Regions from separate parts of the Siniperca chuatsi genome. Here region 2 is linked to region 1. A link is a contact called in public Hi-C data. All regions are on one chromosome and are shown on one strand. Each heading gives the region's core, a stretch centred on a gene start, on an enhancer-like site or on the middle of the called end of the contact. The rest is flanking DNA. Distances are from core to core; before and after follow the strand shown.

The links. Hi-C and Micro-C count contacts between places; a contact is called where the count stands out from the background.
Region 2: a contact with region 1 is called in a Hi-C map of an unstated tissue, with 14 times the contacts expected there. The contact joins the promoter of map1lc3c here to the promoter of LOC122873055 in region 1. A contact is called at or near these places in 3 of 3 Hi-C or Micro-C datasets (liver, skeletal muscle and an unstated tissue).

What each region holds. Positions count from the first base shown.
Region 1 is chrLG3:1,913,804-1,919,818 of ASM2008510v1, reverse strand. LOC122873055 (zinc finger protein RFP-like) reads left to right here and starts at 2,042. Exons shown (of 2, transcript XM_044189363.1): 1 at 2,042-2,167; 2 at 2,899-6,015. The coding sequence starts at 2,901. The coding sequence ends at 4,550. The region is part of intron 3 of LOC122873028 (NACHT, LRR and PYD domains-containing protein 12-like); the gene reads right to left. It also overlaps the pseudogene LOC122873061.
Region 2 is chrLG3:2,087,841-2,093,696 of ASM2008510v1, reverse strand. map1lc3c (microtubule-associated proteins 1A/1B light chain 3C) reads left to right here and starts at 1,403. Exons shown (of 4, transcript XM_044189420.1): 1 at 1,403-1,593; 2 at 1,678-1,733; 3 at 1,838-1,944; 4 at 4,510-4,828. The coding sequence starts at 1,533. The coding sequence ends at 4,672.

The DNA of each region.
Region 1 (6,015 bases), core at 793-3,292:
CTGAAGTCTCAGCCTCAGAAGGTGGGGGTGTTTGTGGATTATGAGGAGGGTCTGGTCTCCTTTTATGACGTAGATGCTGCAGCTCTTATCTACTGCTTTACTGGCTGCTCCTTCACTGAGAAACTCTTCCCATTCTTCAGTCCCTTTCTTAATGATGGTGGTAAAAACTCTGCACCTCTGATCATCTCTCCTGTCAGAATAAACTAATCACTTATCTTACTTCATGTATTGATTTATTCCTATATTATTATATGTATGCCATTACATCGGCAACACATTACTTTGATGCATTATTCATTCTCCATCATGACACACTTTATGTGGAGAATATCTCTTTAAACCTCTTTTAAACCCACAATTATTTTAAGAAATCACTCTTTCTAAAGGCATTAAATATGTAAAGATGAATTTTGAGTAAATTTGTAAAAAATGCTGCCAAATATCTAGATTTTTAAACATTTTCTATTAGATGTGCAGCCACAGAAAACATATTGCTGAATAGTTCATTGTGTCATAAAGCTTCATTTAAGAGTAAGGCCTGTTGCATGCCTATAGTACAGAATACAGTATGTGTCATTGTTTCGTTGGGCATTAAAAGTTTGGACTCTACCTGCCCAGCAGCAAATGGACAATGTTAATTAATGGAATAGATGCTAACTGAATTTTCTATTTTGTAGGTTTGTTTGTTTAATTAATTGATTAATTTGATTAGTTACTTTGGCCAATTTGTATTTGTTTTGTTGTTTTTGTGTTGTCTGTAAGATGGATTATTATTATCTGTAAATATGTGATTGTAAAATAAAAACTATAAAATAAACTAGTTGTTGAACACAAGGCCTGAGTAAGCAGTGACTTGAGCACCAAACACTGAACACAAAAGCCTGGTTTACACAGAAGTTGTATTTCATGACAAAGTTTCACGAGAAACTAATTTCTGGCTTCAAATTGTAATTCAGCATGTAGCAAATTAGCATGCCAACTAGTTCAATACATTTTTACCAGTTGTCTTGTGAAGAGTGGAAGCTAGCACCAAGCTAAGCTAACACAGAACTGCACCGGCACCTGGAGGGAAACAAACTTGGGAGGGACACTAAAGAGAAAGCCCTTACAAAACTCTTCTGAATAAAACAAGAGGCACAACCTATCCTCTTCTGAACAAGCTAAGACTAATTACACACACCAATGTTTTCCACTGAAACACCAAGCCTGACAGACCTTCGAGCTCAGAAAAGCTAAATTTAACTAGGATAAATAATTCATTCACTGATTAAATTTCACTGACATGAATGTCAATTTCAGATTAAGTTAACTGTTAGCTAGGTTTGCTGGCGTTTTAACCTAACCCCCACCCTTACACTAAACTCACTACTTAAACCGAAATCTAATAATTAGTCTAGTTCCCTTTAAACAGCTCTTTAATGAAGTGGACAAAATGTCCTCACTTTCCAAAAATGTCCACTCCTCATTCTCAAGGTGTAAAACTCAAACCGGCCCTCACAAAGATAGAAATACAAGACTCAGTGCACACACTTAATTGGACAGTCCTTAATTGGAGTGCTGCTGCCCTCAAGTGGCTGAAATCCATCAATCATTCTGTAGCTGAACCACAACCATCATGCACTGAAATATCAATTGCTCTGACAGCAACATGTCAGACAAATTAATTATCAGCGGAATAAAAACACATCCAACAATTATCATATCATCACCAGTTACCTGGGTTTTATTTCCTGTAGCTTGTTTTTACACAAGTACAAACAAGTATACTGTACAAATACACTCATTTAAGAAAAAGCTTGAGTGTTTAGTTTTAAAAGAACACCGTGTCAGAGCAAGTCTAAGATCAGCAGGCAAACTCTTTCTTCTTTATGTGCTTAAATACTGAGAGCCATCTCACCAGAGATGTCTCCAGAGATACCTCTTCACATACCTTACTCCTCCCACCTGTTAGGTATAGTACCACCTTTGATCCAGAGCTGCAGTAAAAGGAGGAGCAACACTGGAAAGAAGAGAGCTTCAACGTCACACTCCAGAAATGAAAGTAAAGTTTGTCAGAGTGGCGGCCACGCAGCAGTCGAGACAAGTCTCTGTTTCTTTCTAAAAGAAAATTCAAACTGAGTTCATCAGGTCTTTCTCAGCAACACAGCAGAGTCTCTGCCAAACACTGGTGAGTACAGCTGATCATATTTACAGTTTCAGCAACCAGGATTAACACAAGACTTCAGCTCTACTCAGGCAGGAAGTTCCACTCTTTTCATTTCATACTTGGTTAAATTATAACTATGGCTGTTTGTCCACAGGCCCACTATACAGTAGCCCACTTTAACTGCTTTAAACAGTCTCTCTGTGTCACTTCTCAGGACTTTAGTAACTTGTAACTGAAACTCTGTGGTTTGGAGTTTAACTTCACTCCAACTTTCCTGATATTATTACTGTTTACTGATCACTTCCTGCAGCCATTTTGCATTCTACTTCCTCTGGTTGTTTCACAATAAAAGCTTTCCACCAGCGAACCAGCAGGAAGCTTTTAATGTGAAGCAGCAAAAGGAAATGCAATGTGTTTGTCATCAAGTAAGCAGAACTTTGTTAGCAATGCTATTCTTCAATACAAATCGGTCTACACAACGGGATATGAACACACTTGATGCTTTTTTACCATCGTAGACAGCTTGAGCTTGCCAGCACGACTTAAAAGATCGCGGTTGCTCACAGATCGGCCTGATGCAACTATCCCCATCCCTATCAAACTATCACATCATCTATTATTCAAAATTATTTTACCTAATATCATGTGTTATGCTTAAAATAACAGTAAACACACTTCTTTCTTTTTAAACAAATACATAAAACTGTATTTTGAATAAAATGTTTTTCTTCTCTTTCACACTACATGTGTAGATATGGCTGCTGCGAACTATCTGGGATCTGAAGATCAGTTTCTTTGCCCCATCTGTCTGGATGTGTTCACTGATCCTGTCACCACATCATGTGGACACAACTTCTGCAAAGACTGCATCAATGAACACTGGGATACTAACGACCGGTACCTGTGTCCGATGTGTAAAAAGGTTTTCAACACAAGACCTGAGCTGCACGTCAACACTTTCATCTCTGAGATGGCTGCTCAGTTCAGACAGTCAGCTCAACAGGAAGCCAGCAGCAGCAGCAGCTCAGAGACACAAGTGTCCAAACAAGGACAACTTCCCTGTGACGTCTGCACTGGAACCAAACTGAAGGCCCTCAAGTCCTGCCTGGTGTGTCTGGCCTCCTACTGTGAGACTCACCTGGAGCCTCATCTGACAGCTTCACGTCTGAAAAGACATCAGCTGATCGACCCTGTGGAGAACCTGGAAGGCAGGATGTGTACGAAGCACGATAAACCTCTGGAGCTGTTCTGTAAGACCGACCAGACATGTGTCTGCGTACTCTGCCCTGTTTTAGACCACAAGACACATGATGTTGTTCCTCTGAAGGAAGAATATGAAGGAAAGAAGGCCGAGCTGGGTAAGACAGAGGCTGAAATTCAGCAGATGATCCAGAAGAGACGACTGAAGATTCAGGAGATCAAACGCTCGGTTGACCTCGGTAAGGAAGATGCAGACACAGAAATAGCAGAAGGTGTTCAGGTCTTCACTTCTCTGAAGGAGCATGTTGAGAGAGGCCAGGCCAATCTCATCCACACGATCAAAGAGAAGCAGAAAACAACAGAAAAACAGGCCGAAGCTTTCATCAAAGAGCTGGAACAGGAAATCTCTGAGCTGATGAAGAGAAGGACTGAGGTGGAGCAGCTCTCACGCTCTGAAGACCACCTCCACCTCCTCCAGAGTGTCCAGTCCCTAAACACCTACCACCCACCATCCACCACGGACTGGACAGAGGTCAGCGTCCCTCCACCATCATATGAGGGGACTGTGGTGAGAGCTGTAGTTCAGCTGGAGGAGACACTCAGTAAACAGATGAAGAAGCTGCTTGAAGCAGAGCTGAGGAGGGTCCAGCAGTATGCAGTGGATGTGACTCTTGATCGTAATACAGCACATGCTGACCTAATTCTGTCTGAGGATGGGAAACAAGTGAATCATGGTAATGTAAAGAAGAATCTTCCAGACAACCCAGAGAGATTTTCTCCCTGTATCTGTGTTTTAGGAAAGCAGAGTTTCTCTTCAGGCAGATTTTACTTTGAGGTTCAGGTTAAAGGAAAGACTGATTGGGATTTTGGAGTGTGCAGAGAGTCGATCAACAGGAAGGGAGAGATCACACTGAGGCCACAGAATGGTTACTGGACTATATGGTTGAGAAATGGAAATAAGTACAAAGCTCTTGCTGGCCCTTCAGTCCGTCTCTCTCTGAAGTCTCAGCCTCAGAAGGTGGGGGTGTTTGTGGATTATGAGGAGGGTCTGGTCTGCTTTTATGACGTAGATGCTGCAGCTCTTATTTACTCCTTTACTGGCTGCTCCTTCACTGAGAAACTCTTCCCATACTTCAATCCCTGTCTTAATGATGGTGGTAAAAACTCTGCACCTCTGATCATCTCTCGTGTCAGAGTAAACTAATCACTTACTTACTTCATGTATTGATTTATTGTCATTCAAGGGAACAAATGTACATATTTAGAGTTTACTGTGGTGATTGATTTACACTTCATTGTTGAGATTTTTATTATATGTATCCCATTACATCAGCAACACATTACTTTGATGCATTTATCTCTTCATCCCTGCATCATGACACACTTTATGTGGAGAATATCTATTTAAACCTCTTTTAAACCCACAATTATTTTAAGAAATCACTGTTTCTAAAGGCCTTAAATATGTAAAGATGAACTTTGAGTACATTTGTAAAAAATGCTGCCAAATATCTAGATTTTTAAACATTTTCTATTAGATGTGCAGCCACAGAAAACATATTGCTGAATATTTCATTGTGTCATGAAGCTTCATTTAAGAGTAAGGCCTGTTGCATGTCTATAGTACAGAATACAGTATGTGTCATTGTTTTGTTGGGCATTAAAAGTATGGACTCTACCTGCCCAGCAGCAAATGGACAACGTTAATTAATGGAATAGATGCTAACTGAACTTTCTATTTTGTCTGAAAAGTGGTTTGTTTGTTTAATTAATTGATTAATTTGATTAGTTACTTTGGCCAATTTGTATTTGTTTTGTTGTTTTTGTGTTGTCTGTAAGATGGATTATTATTATCTATAAATATGTGATCGTAAAATAAAAACTATAAAATAAACTAGTTGTTGAACACAAGGCCTGAGTAAGCAGTGACTTGAGCACCAAACGTTGAACACAAAAGCCTGGTTTACACAGAAGTTGTATTTCATGACAAAGTTTCATGAGAAACTAATTTCTGGCTTCAAATTGTAATTCAGCATGTAGCAAATTAGCATGCCAACTAGGCCAATATATTTTTACCAGTTGTCTTGTGAAGAGTGGAAGCTAGCACCAAGCTAAGCTAACACAGAACTGCACCGGCACCTGGAGGGAAAGAAACTTGGGAGGGACACTAAAGAGAAAACCTTTACAAAACTTTTCGGAATAAAACAAGAGGCACAACCAACTTCCTCTTTTGAAGTGTTCATATGAATAAGTTAATAATAATAGGAATGACAGATATATGAGTAATAATGACAGTATTAGTAACAGAGCACATAACAACAACTGTAGCAGCAGTTGTCGAGCAGGAACACGGGGGCAGTGTTACAGACACACCAGGCTCCCCTTCACTCCGCACTCCAGGCTCCCCTTCACTCCGCACTCCAGGCTCCCCTTCACTCCGCACTCCAGGCTCCCCTTCACTCCGCACTCCAGGCTCCCCTTCACTCCGCACTCCAGGCTCCCCTTCACTCCGCACTCCAGGCTCCCCTTCACTCCGCACTCCAGGCTCCCCTTCACTCCGCACTCCCTCTCCTGAATACTGATTCCCTTCACCTGTCACCCCGTACACACCTGCATCCAATTAGCACTCCACTCCCCTATAAAACCCGGCTCCTCACCGCAGTCTGTGT
Region 2 (5,856 bases), core at 154-2,653, 170 kb before region 1:
TGTTCTCTCACAACTCTTAAGCTAGCTAACGTTAGCCAGATACAACCTGTTCTATCACAACTCCGAAGCTAGCTAACGTTAGCCAGATACAACCTGTTCTCTCACAACTGCGAAGCTAGCTAACGTTAGCCAGATACAACCTGTTCTCTCACAACTGCGAAGCTAGCTAACGTTAGCCTGATACAACCTGTTCTCTCACAACTGCGAAGCCAGCTAACGTTAGCCTGATACAACCTGTTCTCTCACAACTGCGAAGCCAGCTAACGTTAGCAAGATACAACCTGTTCTCGCACAACTCCGAAGCTAGCTAACGTTAGCCTGATACAACCTGTTCTCTCACAACTCCGAAGCTAGCTAACATTAGCCTGATACAACCTGTTCTCTCACAACTCCGAAGCCAGCTAACATTAGCCAGATACAACCTGTTCTCTCACAACTCCGAAGCTAGCTAACATTAGCCATCTACAACCTGTTCTCTCACAACTCCGAAGCCAGCTAACGTTAGCCATCTACAACCTGTTCTCTCACAACTCCGAAGCTAGCTAACGTTAGCCAGATACAACCTGTTCTCTCACAACTCCGAAGCTAGCTAACGTTAGCCAGATACAACCTGTTCTCTCACAACTCCGAAGCTAGCTAACGTTAGCCAGATACAACCTGTTCTCTCACAACTCTGAAGCTAGCTAACGTTAGCCTGATAACGACTAATCGACCCAGTCGGCAGAATAAAACGTCGGCATTGTAACGGCACGTTTCTGCGAACCACGGATGCGTTGAGTAAAGCTTTCAGACGACATTTAACGCGCATCAAATGGCCGTTATCAGCGGAATAATTCTGTTTAAAGTTGGAACAGCGCTGTGGTTCAGGAAAAGATCATAGTTTGGGTCAAAATAACCGGCTTTGTCGCCAGAAAAACGGCTGCTAAACACTACGACCGGATACTATATGTTGGGGACTGACTTGGGACTTGACTTGACATAACCTCTGACCTTGTCAAGACATGATGCATTGTGTGTACGCAGTGGGAAATAGATAATCTTCATTTGAAAGTCAACGCTTAAACGAGCTCCGGGAATTTAAAACCAGGAGCCAAAGTTATCGTGGCACTCCCTGAGGGGGGTCCAGGGAAAACTGCTGGACCAGACTAACTTTTTACATTGGTGGCACTGGTGCATCTAACTTTTTCATTTAGGTGCTACCAGAACATAATTTAGGTGCACCCAATAATACATTTTAAGCGTTAACTTTTTTTTTTTTTGGGGGTAATAAATGACTTGCCTGTTAAAGAAAAAACTTGGACTTGGACCAAGCTTGTAGGGCCCCGAACCTGCTGAGACCGGCCCTGCGGGCTCCGACCCCCCCCCCCGGCCTGTCTGGCTCTAACGTGGTTAAATCCGCAGATGATCCCGCTGTGGCCGCGGCCATGTGCTAATCAGCTGATGCGCCACAGCCGCCCCTCCGCCCTATTTAACGGCCGCTCGGGGTGCACCGCCGCGCCCAGCAGCTCCGCGCCCTCCGGTGCACAGACGCCATGCCGCCGTTTGACAAACCCCAGCTGCAGAACAAACCCTTCAAACTGAGGAAGAGCTTCGGTAAATGCCCCAAACACCGGAAAACTGGACGGAAAAGTCGTTTAAACGTGAAAAATGTCTGACGTTTTCTTTATCTCCGCACAGCTACGAGGAAACACGAGGTGGCGGGGATCCGGTCCAAGTTCCCCAACAAGATCCCGGTGAGTTGGCGGCAGAAATGACTGATGATTAAACCTGGTACCGCAGGCTTAACGTCCTCGCTTGTCCCTCACCTGTCCCTCACCTGTCTCACGGCTGCTCGCAGGTGATCATCGAGCGCTACGAGCGGGAGAAGTATCTGCCGCTGCTGGACAAAACCAAGTTCCTGGTGCCGCACGAGCTCACCATGACGCAGTTCGTCACCATCATCAGGTAAAGCCCTCGCGCTGCCAGGTGTCGGGCTGGGGTTTTTTTGGGGGGGGGAATGCGTTGAATGATGTGGAGGTATTTGGGATGTGGCTATTTGCTGGGAGAGTGCTGCTGCAACTAAAAAGTGTTTTTGTTATTGATTAACGTGCTGATGATGTCATCTTTTAAAAGGTGACAAATATCTGCTTTCGGTTTCCTAAAACCCCCAAAAATATTCACTTATTTTATCGCATAAGACAAAAACAGCAAATCCTCAGATTTAGAGGCTGGAACCATGAAAAGTTTGGCTTTTAACAATTAATCGATTATCAAGTTATATTTCTTCCGATCACTATCGATTGTTTGTTTTCAGCTCTGGAACAATAAGCTGTATGTTTCTGAAAATGTCTTGTCTCACTTTAAGACTTTTTCCTCTTTAGATTTAAAGTTTTTTTTTTTGTTTTATTATCTTTATTTGGAATAAGTAAATGTTGCTCAGATGGAAGGATGGGTCTGTTTTCTGGAACTAACCAAACTTCATTCATAAAGTTGTACATTTTTCAGCTTCCCTCTCCTGTGTCGTGATGACGCAGCAGAAACAGTGTCAGTCTACAAACTGCTGAGTCGCTCTGAGTCCTAACATCTGTGAACATGTGTTAAAGCGTCTCCTCGGCAGCCGCCTGCGACGTGAAGGATCAGACTTCGCTTCATAATGTTGCAGAACAGCTGATGATGACTTGACACTTCAGAGCTTCTTCTGTTAAAGGACCCCCAAGTACACTGGGCCCCCCCCCAACACACTGGGCCCCCCCCCAACACACTGGGCCCCCCCCCAACACACTGGGGCCCCCCAACACACGGCCCTCGCTTTAACGTGTAGGCCGGCTCTCGCCGCAGTAGCGGTCCGGGCTGCCTCTGGTCTCTCCGTGCAGGTAGTTTTTGGCTTTGTGTGTTACCGTTGAGACGTCGGTCTCCAGGTGGTGCAGGTGTAGTTTCTGAGCTCGGCCTGTAACAGGAAACGAAGGTTTTTACAGGGGCGTCTTCTTCTTCAGGGGATTATCCCGAGCTGCTGCAGAGACTCAGTTTGTGGATGAACCCGTTGGACAGATCTCTCTGCTGTGTTGTGTTGAGGCAGAAACCTGATAAATGAATCTCTGAACAGCGACTGAAACCAAAACTACATCCTCGTGGGTTTGTGTGATCGGATCATTCGAAGACCTACGGCTTCTTACTGAGGCCCTTCATCAATCTAAGAGCAGGCCGAGGAGGGAAGTTGGCGCTAAAGATGACCTTTAGACAACCTCTTGATCTGGAAACTCAGACTGCTGAGGCTTTTGCACAGAACCGAGGACTGGCTTCGGCGTCCCGTCACACTCGCGGCCTCCTTCCTCTACAGCCAGTAGTGACAGGACGCAGGATTACAGCAGCCGGTCAGTGTAAATACAGGCGTGAGCACTGTTACGTCTGCTTTAAAGAAACTGCTTCGGTTTGGCCGACTGAGGGTCAGCTTCAGACGTTTCTCTGCAGCCGGCGTATGAAACGTGTCGGGGCTTCTCCTCCAGAGTGAGAATGACCTGACGGATGATAAACGCTCAGAATAGGAACCGGCGTCTTGCTGCTCTGCTGGGTTTGAGTCTTTCACCTCCAGATTTCTGGGAAGTTCCTAATTTTGGCCTTGGTCACGATGACACGGCAGGAAGTCGGCAGTAGTCCGGCTGCTCTAGAATCAGTTATAGCTCAAGGTTCAATAACCAAAGCAATGCTACATGCTGATGGTACTGTAGTCATTTTATACGCTACTCTTCCACTTGGTACAATAAATCTACGTTCTTGACTGTTTTTGTAGTTATAGATGATGATGGCTGTCAAACTGTCTGGAGTTAATAAGTAATTAAAGCACATGTTGCTTATTTCCCTTCACTGTGCAGAAGGACGTTTTTTTGGCGTTAAATCTGTTTAACACCCGGTCGTACCTGCAGGAGTCATGACATCACAGCTAGTTTGGAGCCAATCAGGGTCCAGTATGAAACCAGTAAAAACCCGGAGACGGGGCTTGACAGCGACGCAGGAGATGAAACTAACAACTTATAATATTGCAAGCAGAGAAAGCAAAATCTGAGCATGAGAGTGCGTTATTGACATGTGACGGAATAATATTTGAGATTAATTTGGATCAATTAACTTTAATCTCAGATCGGCCTTGTGTTATTTCATCAGAGCAAGAACTTTTACCTAGTTTGTTCCTGGAGCAGTTTTCTGCCCATCCACGATGTTTTTATATTTATTTTTTAAAAAGCTTTCAAATGGTGCCTCATTTTCTTCGTGCAATGCATTGTGGGACAATAGTGTCCATCAAGAGCACACTAAGGGAGCACTGCAGTTTTACTCTGCATACTAACATTCCTGTTGAGGTTTTTGTCATTTTTCTCCAGCGTGAACACAGTAAACCCTCTCAGACTCGGCTGAAGTGAGCCGGTGGCAGTTAAACAGCGGCACGTCGTCGCTGAAGCAGCATCACATGTGAGTCCGCTAACGGCAGGACGTCTCTCGTTAACGGCTGTCTGTCTGTCTCTGTCCTCTGTCTCTCAGGAACAGGATGGCGCTGCTGCCCTCGCAGGCCTTCTACCTGCTCGTCAACAACAGCGGGCTGGCCAGCATGTCCCTCACCATGGCTCAGGTGTACAAAGACCACCAGGACGAGGACGGCTTCCTCTACATGACCTACGCCTCGCAGGAGATGTTCGGACACTGACGCAAACCGCTTCCTACTTTAGCTTTTATTCCATGTTAAAGGCCGCTGCCTTCTCTATCGGCTGTAAAAAGAGAGATTTTTGTATATATTTGTTGTACATGTGATTGTGGATTTTAAGTCAAATATGTGTATCTAATAAATCTTAAGTCAAACTGAGTTTTTACACAACAGATTTGTATTTAATGCTGCTGCACGTTTTATTTTAAGCTGAAGTTTTTGTTGAAGATGGTTCAGCTCAGACTGCTTCGTGGGCTTTTATGCTGCATTAATGTCATATTGGACTACTGTAAATATCACTCGTGAAAAATATTTTTATATTTTTCTGGGGGGAGGGAGAACAACTATACTTGCGGTGCTTGAGACCATGCGGTCGCCCCACCACATGTCCACCGGACATACAAAGGATTTATCTTAACAAGTTCGGCCATTATGTTGGTTTAATACATTGGCCGCCATGAGGTGCCGCTTCACAGGGACGCCTCTTATCTGAAGGCAAGTGCTACAGTTAGGAAGTCAGATAATAAGCAATAAATAATGTAAAGGGGGGACAACCTGGAACCCATTACATCTGCAAACCTTCATGCAACGGTCTCGAGTCGTCCTGAACATGAGGCTCGTCCCTCCCCATGTGAACAGAGCGGGACCTAATGAGGTTAATGATCAGTGACCCCTTCAGGTCTTCGCTCTAGTCGGTCAAATCCTGTGGTGGATTTATTTTACCAAGTTTTATTTTTTCAGTGTGTGTAATACTCTCACCACCAGTGTTGTAGGCCTGCAAGCTTTTAAAAATGTTTTTTATAGAAATGTGTGAAAAATTATATCAAAAGCCTGCTGGTTAGTCCTAGTTCTAACCAAACCAGGAAGCATTTGTCGTCCATTGAAGCCACATGCAGAACTCCTCTTAGTATTTCTAAAATCCCAGTTTCGGCTCTGAGCTGAAGGTTAGTTTGAGTTCATACAGTCTCCTCCTTACTGTGTTTGAGTCAAGTAAAAGTCGTCCCTGTGCAGTAAGACGCTCCTGTCAGTGTTTTATTATATCTGATGTTTCTGGATTCATATTCCTGCTGCATTAATGTGTGTGTTGCATTTTACTGCTGCAGATGTTAACATGTTTAATCCAAGTGGGTTAAAAAAAAAGTTTATTTAGCTTGAGAAGTTTCTCGACCCATAAAGGAAACACTTCA